Regions from separate parts of the Rattus norvegicus genome. Here region 2 is linked to region 1. The links are chromatin contacts, called in public Hi-C maps. All regions are on one chromosome and are shown on one strand. Each heading gives the region's core, a stretch centred on a gene start, on an enhancer-like site or on the middle of the called end of the contact. The rest is flanking DNA. Distances are from core to core; before and after follow the strand shown. Region 1 holds the start of E2f6 (E2F transcription factor 6). Region 2 holds the start of Pdia6 (protein disulfide isomerase family A, member 6).

The links. A called contact is a pair of places that touch in the nucleus more often than the background predicts.
Region 2: a Hi-C map of hepatocytes shows a contact between it and region 1, with 2.2 times the contacts expected there. The contact joins the promoter of Pdia6 here to the promoter of E2f6 in region 1. A contact is called at or near these places in 8 of 12 Hi-C or Micro-C datasets (the A7r5 cell line, Schwann cells, frontal cortex and 4 more).

The regions. Positions count from the first base shown.
Region 1 is chr6:45,319,300-45,322,830 of GRCr8, reverse strand. It overlaps E2f6 (E2F transcription factor 6), which reads right to left and starts at 1,573. Exons shown (of 7, transcript NM_001100717.2): 1 at 1,466-1,573. The coding sequence starts at 1,573. It also overlaps a transcript of Greb1 not described here.
Region 2 is chr6:45,790,134-45,793,998 of GRCr8, reverse strand. It overlaps Pdia6 (protein disulfide isomerase family A, member 6), which reads right to left and starts at 2,295. Exons shown (of 13, transcript NM_001004442.1): 1 at 2,244-2,295. The coding sequence starts at 2,277.

The DNA of each region.
Region 1 (3,531 bases), core at 324-2,823:
AGGTGGGATTCGAGGAAGGTTGCTTTCTTAGGCAAGGGACTGTGAATCTGCTTGCTGCTTTTCCAGAAGGCTCAATTCATCCGTGTGCCAGCTTATAACCACTTGTTAACTTCAGCCCCAGGCGTTTTCTGGCCTCTAACACCATTTTCTGGCCTCTGTGAGCTCCATTCACATGTGACATACACACAGACTTTTTTTTTTTTTTTTTAAGTTTTAGATCTAAGCAGGGATATCTAACACACAGTTAGAAAGCTCTAGGAAAGATGTAGTATGGATTTGGAGCTACCTCAAGGCAACGAACGAAAAACACCAGATTGGATAAGAATATCCAAGACTTCAGAGGACGTTATCTTGTGATGCAGTACAAAAGGTTAAGTGGTTTTTCCAGAGTGAGCATTTTAGAGTGTCTGTCAATCCTTTAAAAACCTACCATGGTCTCGGGCCACAAGTTAGGTAGGAATAGTGAGTGGTCACCTACATGAGCAAACTGTAGAGAATTCTGGATGACACCCACATGTCTGAAAAGGAGAAGGGGACAAGGGGACCCACCATGGCTGTCCAAGGCACAACAAACAGTACTCAGCCAAGAGTGGTTAGTTGTGACACAAGATTAAGGTGTGAAACTGCTACTAGAATCGACAAAACAGGCAGTGATCTTGTTTACAACCATCATACTGAGTGCTTAGGACTCAAGTGCCCGGCACAGTCCTGGGTGGTAATGCAAGATCAAGTGGAAACTCAGCAGAAATCACTTTAAAAAAGGGGGGGGGGGGTGTTAGGGAGAGGCTGTCATCTGCAGTCATTCTGAGGTTCCTACCGAAGCTTCCTCATTACCTAGCCACAAGGCCAGACATCTCTGTACACACACCTGAGTCAATTCTGACAAACTCTAAGACAAGAATAACAATCTCAAGGTTGCTCTGAGGAGTCAGACAAGACAAGGTTCATGAACTATCTGGCACCGGATTGGCCAGAATGGCTTGGATATAGCTTGCCTTGCAGAGAACACAGCGATTGGGAGAAACGGACAAAAGACGGATCCACCAGGGACCCTGAGAAAGGTGGGAAGCACAGAATGGAGGGAACTCTCTCACTCTTTCATTTCCCCTGTCAAACAGTGAAGACAGAAAGGCAAGATCGCTCAGTTGGTTAAGGTACTTGCCACCAAGCTTTACAAACTCCACCAGAGTTCCATCCCGCGAACCACAAAGGTGGAAAGCATGGAACAGACTGCCGCCAAGTTGCCTTCTAAGCTCTACACGTGCCTCGTGGAATCCACGCGCCCGCGGTCCCCACCCCAACACAAAGTAAGTAAATCCAATTGAAACATTTAAAAGCAAAGGGCGGTCCAAGAATCGGGAGCTGCAAGGAGAGCCCCGGGACACCAAGAGACACTGTGCAGAGGGCCGGACGCAAGGGGCGCGTCCCACAGCACGCGACCCCCGTGGCCCGGGTTCCCGCTCACCAGTAGGTTCTCTACGTTGATGGGGTCCCGGCAGCGGCGGCGCACGGTCTCCTGAGCCGGGTCCACCAGCAGGCTGGGCAGTTTCCGCGCCGTCCGCTGCTGACTCATGATGTCCCGCGCCCCTCGCGCCCCACGCGCCCTCCCGCCTTTCCGGGAGGCTCGGTGCGCGCGCTCCCGGCCCCTTCAGCGCCGCCCGCTCCACCCACGGAGCACTGCGGCTTCACTCACGGAGCGTCGCGGTCCCACTCGCCTAGCGCTGCCCTCAGGCGCGGAGGGGATCGGGGTAGGCGCGCAGGGGGACCAGGGTGACCAGGGTGACCTCAGAGGCACTCAGGTCCCCGAGCCGGCCATCTTCCCGCATGCGCAGTGCGCCTGCCTTTGCACATGCGCACCGCCTTCCCTGGAGATCTCCCGCGCACACGCGTCCTCGCCCGCAGCTGACACCCGGGTGTTCCGGAGGATGGATCCTCGGAGAGGGTGGCGGGGAAGCGGGGGTGGGGAGAGGTAAGAAAAGAGGTGGAGCAGGGATTCCGGGGTACCAGAGTCGGCGCTCCCTAGTCCGGACCCGCGACCGGCGGACTGCAGGGGCTGAGTGCCCAGGGACGATGACAGTCCCGCTCCCATCACGCATCTAAGGGTGTTTAGCACATGCTCATAAACAAGCCATCCTGGAGGGACCAGAACGAGCGCCGTAGAGATCCAGGCAGGGAGATCATGTGTTTGAATTCGAAGTCAGCTAAAGTTCATCCTTAGAGTATACGTTGTCCCAAAAGCACAAACTTTTTTTTTTCTGTATCAGTTCTTGAATAGTTATTGTATCAGGTATTGGGCTGGCTCAAGAAGATACTGTTTTAAATATAACAGACTGGATCCAGAATCCAATGGAGGAGATAGATAAAACATCTTAACTGGAGCTTGGAGAGATGGTTCTACGTTTAGGAGCACTGGCTGCCCTACCAGAGGACCTGAGTTCAATTCTCATTACCCACACATTGGCTCAAACCATCTGTTAACTCCAGGCCCAGGGGAATCTAATGCCCTTTTTCTGATCTCCATAGGCACCAGGCACACACATGTTAATATGATATATATATATATATATATATATATACACACACACACACACATATACACACACACATATATATATGCAAAACACACACACACACACACACATATATATATATATATATATATATGCTAAACTAAACTTAAAAAAGAAAAGAGAGGGGTTGGGGATTTAGCTCAGTGGTAGAGCGCTTGCCTAGCAAGCGCAAGGCCCTGGTTTCTGTCCTTAGCTCCGGAAAAAAAAAAGTTACCTGGAGTCACAGATAGCTTTTCAAATTGTAAGATCTTAAGCAAGTTTCTAAAAGTCATTCTGTGACTTAGTTTCTCAATTTGTAATGTGGGGAGTTCTTACTGAATAAAGATACCAACTTGTTCTTTCTAAAGCCTGTCTCTATAAAATTGTTCCAGTAAACTGCCTCTCCCCGCCCCCACTCCGTGTGTCCTCTGATTCATTCTGTCAAATCTTTCTCTAACTTCTCACTTTGCCCTCAATTAGATGTTACTTTTAAACGTGGCTGCTTTCTTCTACAAACCAATCTTACGTTCATTATTAGGGATTAAAGGCATGTCTATATTCCATTCAGGTTGTACTATAATCCAGAGTGTGTCTGTATTTGGTCAGATCATATAGACCTAGAAAGTCTTTGGGTGTGATCCCTTGCCAGAGTAGCCCTGTTGCTGGATTAAAATCCCTTTACAATGTGATTTGGTGTTTTGCCTGCCTGCATGTCTCTGTGTGGGCATCAGGTCCTCTGGAATTGGAATTACAGACAGTTGTGAGCCACCATGTGGGTGCTGGAAATTGAACCTGGGTCCTCTAGAGGAACAGTCAGTGTTCTTAACCACTGAGTCATCTTTCCCACACCTATTCACTTATTTTTTTTTTTTTTTGGTTCTTTTTTTCGGAGCTGGGGATCGAACCCAGGGCCCTATTCACTTATTTTTAAATTATGGGTATGTGTGAGTATGTGCACATGAGTGCAATGCCTTCAGAGGCT
Region 2 (3,865 bases), core at 1,046-3,545, 470 kb before region 1:
GAAGAGCATGAGCTGTGTGGGGTGGAGGGAGCATCTCCTAGAGATGCGAGTGGTTGTGTGGATATGTATGCACAGTGGGAGAGGCTGAGGACACGGAGGATCTGAGCAAACAGCTCCGAGTCAGGAGCTCGGCAAGGCTTCCATCTACTTCACTAGGTGGGACAGGATGAGTATGTTTAGATGCTGGCTCAGCCAGTGGGGCTGTCCCCTCAAACTACTCTCCCTCATGAGAGCCACTGGCCACATGTGGCCACCCCAAACCGAGAGCTTCTCCAATGGTAAGGACTCATATTGGTTCCAAAGACTTGAAGAAAAACAAAAACAATTTTATTAATATTTTCATACCAATTATGCCCTGAAATCATGATGGTTAAGTACACGAGTGTGGCTTAAAGAAAGGATGTGTGCAAAGAAGCATGGAGACTCGCACCACTGTGTCAAAGCCACAAAGAGGGACAGCTAGCTTATCATTTGGGGGATATAATCCAATGGAGTTGCCATCATAAATGCAGTTTCTATGTAAGCTTAATTCAAAGCACTGTTATCTGTTCTGCTTTGCCTTTTTATTTGTGGCTCCTACAAAACTTAGGACATTGCAGAGTTTGCCTTGTATTTCTATTGGGTGGTGCTGCTCAGTAAAAGGAATAACAGAGATTGTCTCTGGAGTGCTGGGATTAAAGACATGTGCTACTACACCCAGTAGGTTCCTCTGGTTTATGAAACTGTTACGAATTCATACTTGCTCAATACACTTGAGTCTTATGAAGATTCAAAGGTGGGTAAAAAGTTATGGAGACTTTGTAAGTAAAGTCATTATGGACTAGCACCTCCCATGTAACTTTGTGCAACCTACCTGACTGATGGCCATCCTAACTTTTAAGGTGTTTGCATCTTAGACCTTTGACAGAGTGTTTTTATTGGGTAGCCATCTGTTAAGGGAAGCTCTTGAGAGAACTAGGAAAAGTGTAGGATGTCTACACTTACCACAATATCTAGGAAAACAATTGTCCAGGGAAGAGAGAGGCCTTCCTGAGGCATGGAGCCTCCCTCCATCCCTGTGGATGCCTGCAGAGACCATGCATGCTCTCCTGCTGCCCTAATGGCCAAGAGAAGCAGAACCACCCAGTCTGCCTAAGTCTACCAAGCGATGGCTCTAAGATGACTTAACAGGGTTAGGAAGACTCAAATACACTGCTCTTTGCACTTGCTCCCCAAGGAACAATCCCACCCCCATCCCCAGGGGGTGAGTGATTTATTATGGCTGAATAGGTCAATGCTGACCCATCAAATCCTGCTTCTAAAATTCACATGGCCACTCTACACATTGATAATGAGCACTACTGGGGGAAAAAAAAGAACTCCCAGGGTCCACAATCTATGCGTGCAGATGGTTTTGCCATCTGTGGCTTCCCATTCAATCTCTGTAGCAGTTAAGGGTGTTATAAATTCACACCAGTAACATTTCTGCCTGGCACCCGGCCACAGCAGGGTGGCCAAAAAAAAAGCTCCCTACCTTATTAAAATAATGAGTTAATTGATAGAATCACTCTTTCATAGCCACTCATTTGAAAACTAAAGATTAAACCTTTCCCTCTCATCTGCTCTCTACAGTAACCCAGAAAGTAGTATTTTTCTTGCTTACTCTCTTTAAATATGTACTACAGGTCACGGGGTGAACACGGTTGAAAAAAAACTGGCAGAGAGGTGAGAAAATATGCTGCGGGTCTCAACTAGTAAACGGAGGGAGGAGGAGTGAAGGGACCACCTCCCTCTCCTACTTTTTAGCCAGGATCGGCTGAGTTAACTAATGTCAGAAACTATAGGCCCACTTGTGAGGCAAGCCGGGAAATAAAGGGATCCTCAAATTCGCCCACCGAATCGCTAAACATCATTCTGGACAACTGGGTGGACGTTCAATAGCATCTGAAGTGCTCAGGAGATGTGAGGCCTCCCTCAGAGGGCACTGCCCACTTCTAAGACACCTTCAGGACCGGCCTCTGCTATTCGCCCTAAAAGTGAAGGCTGAGCTGGAACGGTGGCGGAGCGCACTCGAGGGGAGCAGAGGCTGCAAGTCTCCGACTCCCCGGGGCCTCCTCTAGAGGGCCGGACCTGGCCTCTTCCACCTAGCTCGCCGCCAAGTCCCTAAGCTGGTCCGGCATCCCGCTCCTCCACTCGAGTCTGCTTCCCGGCCCTGGCCCCTCAGGCCACCTCCGCCCGGCTTCTTACTGCAGGCCCGCACTTACCGAGCACTAGTCGAGCCATGCTGATCACCCGCATTCTGCCCGAGCCGCCGCCGCCTCGGCTCTGCCGCGCCCACGTCCCGCCCTCTGCTTCTAGCGGGCGGTGCGCCGGCGCGCGGAGGCGGGCCGGAAGGGCTCGCCACGCCGTGGCCGCCGTTCATTGGTCTCTGTGGATTTCGCTCATGTGCACGGCCAATTGAAAGTGGCCGGGTAGAGGTTACCGGTTTGTTTTTTTTTTTTCTGTGGGGGCGGGGGTGAGCTGTGGAACGGGGCGGAGCGGGGCAGGGCGAGGATGGGCGGGAATGAAGGGGCGGGGTCAGAGGACCTCCGACCTTGTCCCTGTGGGGTACCCCTTGTTCCCCTAATTTTTTTCTGGGTTAGCTGAAAAAACTCAGAGCTAAGGGGTCTTCACTTCTTCCAGACCCTCATTCCCTTTTCCAGCCCTTATACCTTGAACCTGTCTCTCTATGTCGGGAGAATACCAGGTCTTCAGTGTGTTTGAGACTTATTTATTCTTTCATACGTGGACTCAATATTCAGTGAAAATCATTTGCCAAACTTATTCTGTACATATCATCATAACAAACTTCTTTATTTTGTTAAATTTACTGCAAAGCATTGGTCACTCATGTGACCCCTAGACCCTCAGAGTTTAAACTTCAGGATTAACATCCTTCTTGGCTCTGGGGATGAGTTCTAAAATGTATTGCTTTGCAATATTTACAAAGGCGTTTAAAACTAATAGAGTAAGAAGCAATCGAAAAATAATGGCAGGGCATGTCTCTCTGTTGGTGTGAGTGCTTGACTAACATGCATAAAGCCCTGGGTTGGATCCCTGGCACCACAGGAACACAGTATGGTGACTATGCTGGCTAGTTTTCCAGCAACTTGGCTCAAGCTAGAGGGAACCTCAGTTGAGGAAGAGAAAGTGCTTCTACATGATCCAACAGTACAGCATTTTCTCAATTAGTGATTGATAGGGGAGGGCTCAGTCCATTGTGGGTGGTATCATCCCTGGCTGGTGGTCCTGGGTTCTATAAGAAAGCAGGCTGAGGGGTTGGGGATTTAGCTCAGTGGTAGAGCGCTTGCCTAGAAAGCACAAGGCCCTGGGTTCAGTCCCCAGCTCCGAAAAAAAGAAAAAAAGAAAAAACAAACAAAAAAAGAAAGCAGGCTGAGCAAGCCATGAGGAACAAGTCAGTAAGCAGCACCCCTCCATGGCCTCTGCATCAGTTCCTGCTTCCAGGCTCCTGCCCTGTTTGCCTTCCTGCCCTGACTTTCTTGAAGAATAAACTTGGGGGCATAAACCAAATAAACCCTTTCCTCCCCAAGTTGCTTTGGTCATCGTGTTTCATCACAATGATAGTAACCTTAACTAAAACAGTGACCCACCTGTAGTCCCAGCGCTAAAGAAAAGGAAGCAAGAGAATCAAGAATTCAAGGTTAGCTTTGACTATGTCATGAATTTGTAGCCAGCCTGGCCTACATGAGGTCCTGTTTACATTTTTAAAATGCTAACAAAAATTTTAATAATAATGATAATAATATTAATAATAGTGAAACCACTATCTTTCCCTCTGACACTACCCTCTTCCCCCCAGATCTTTGGAGTGGCTGTGAACACTCTT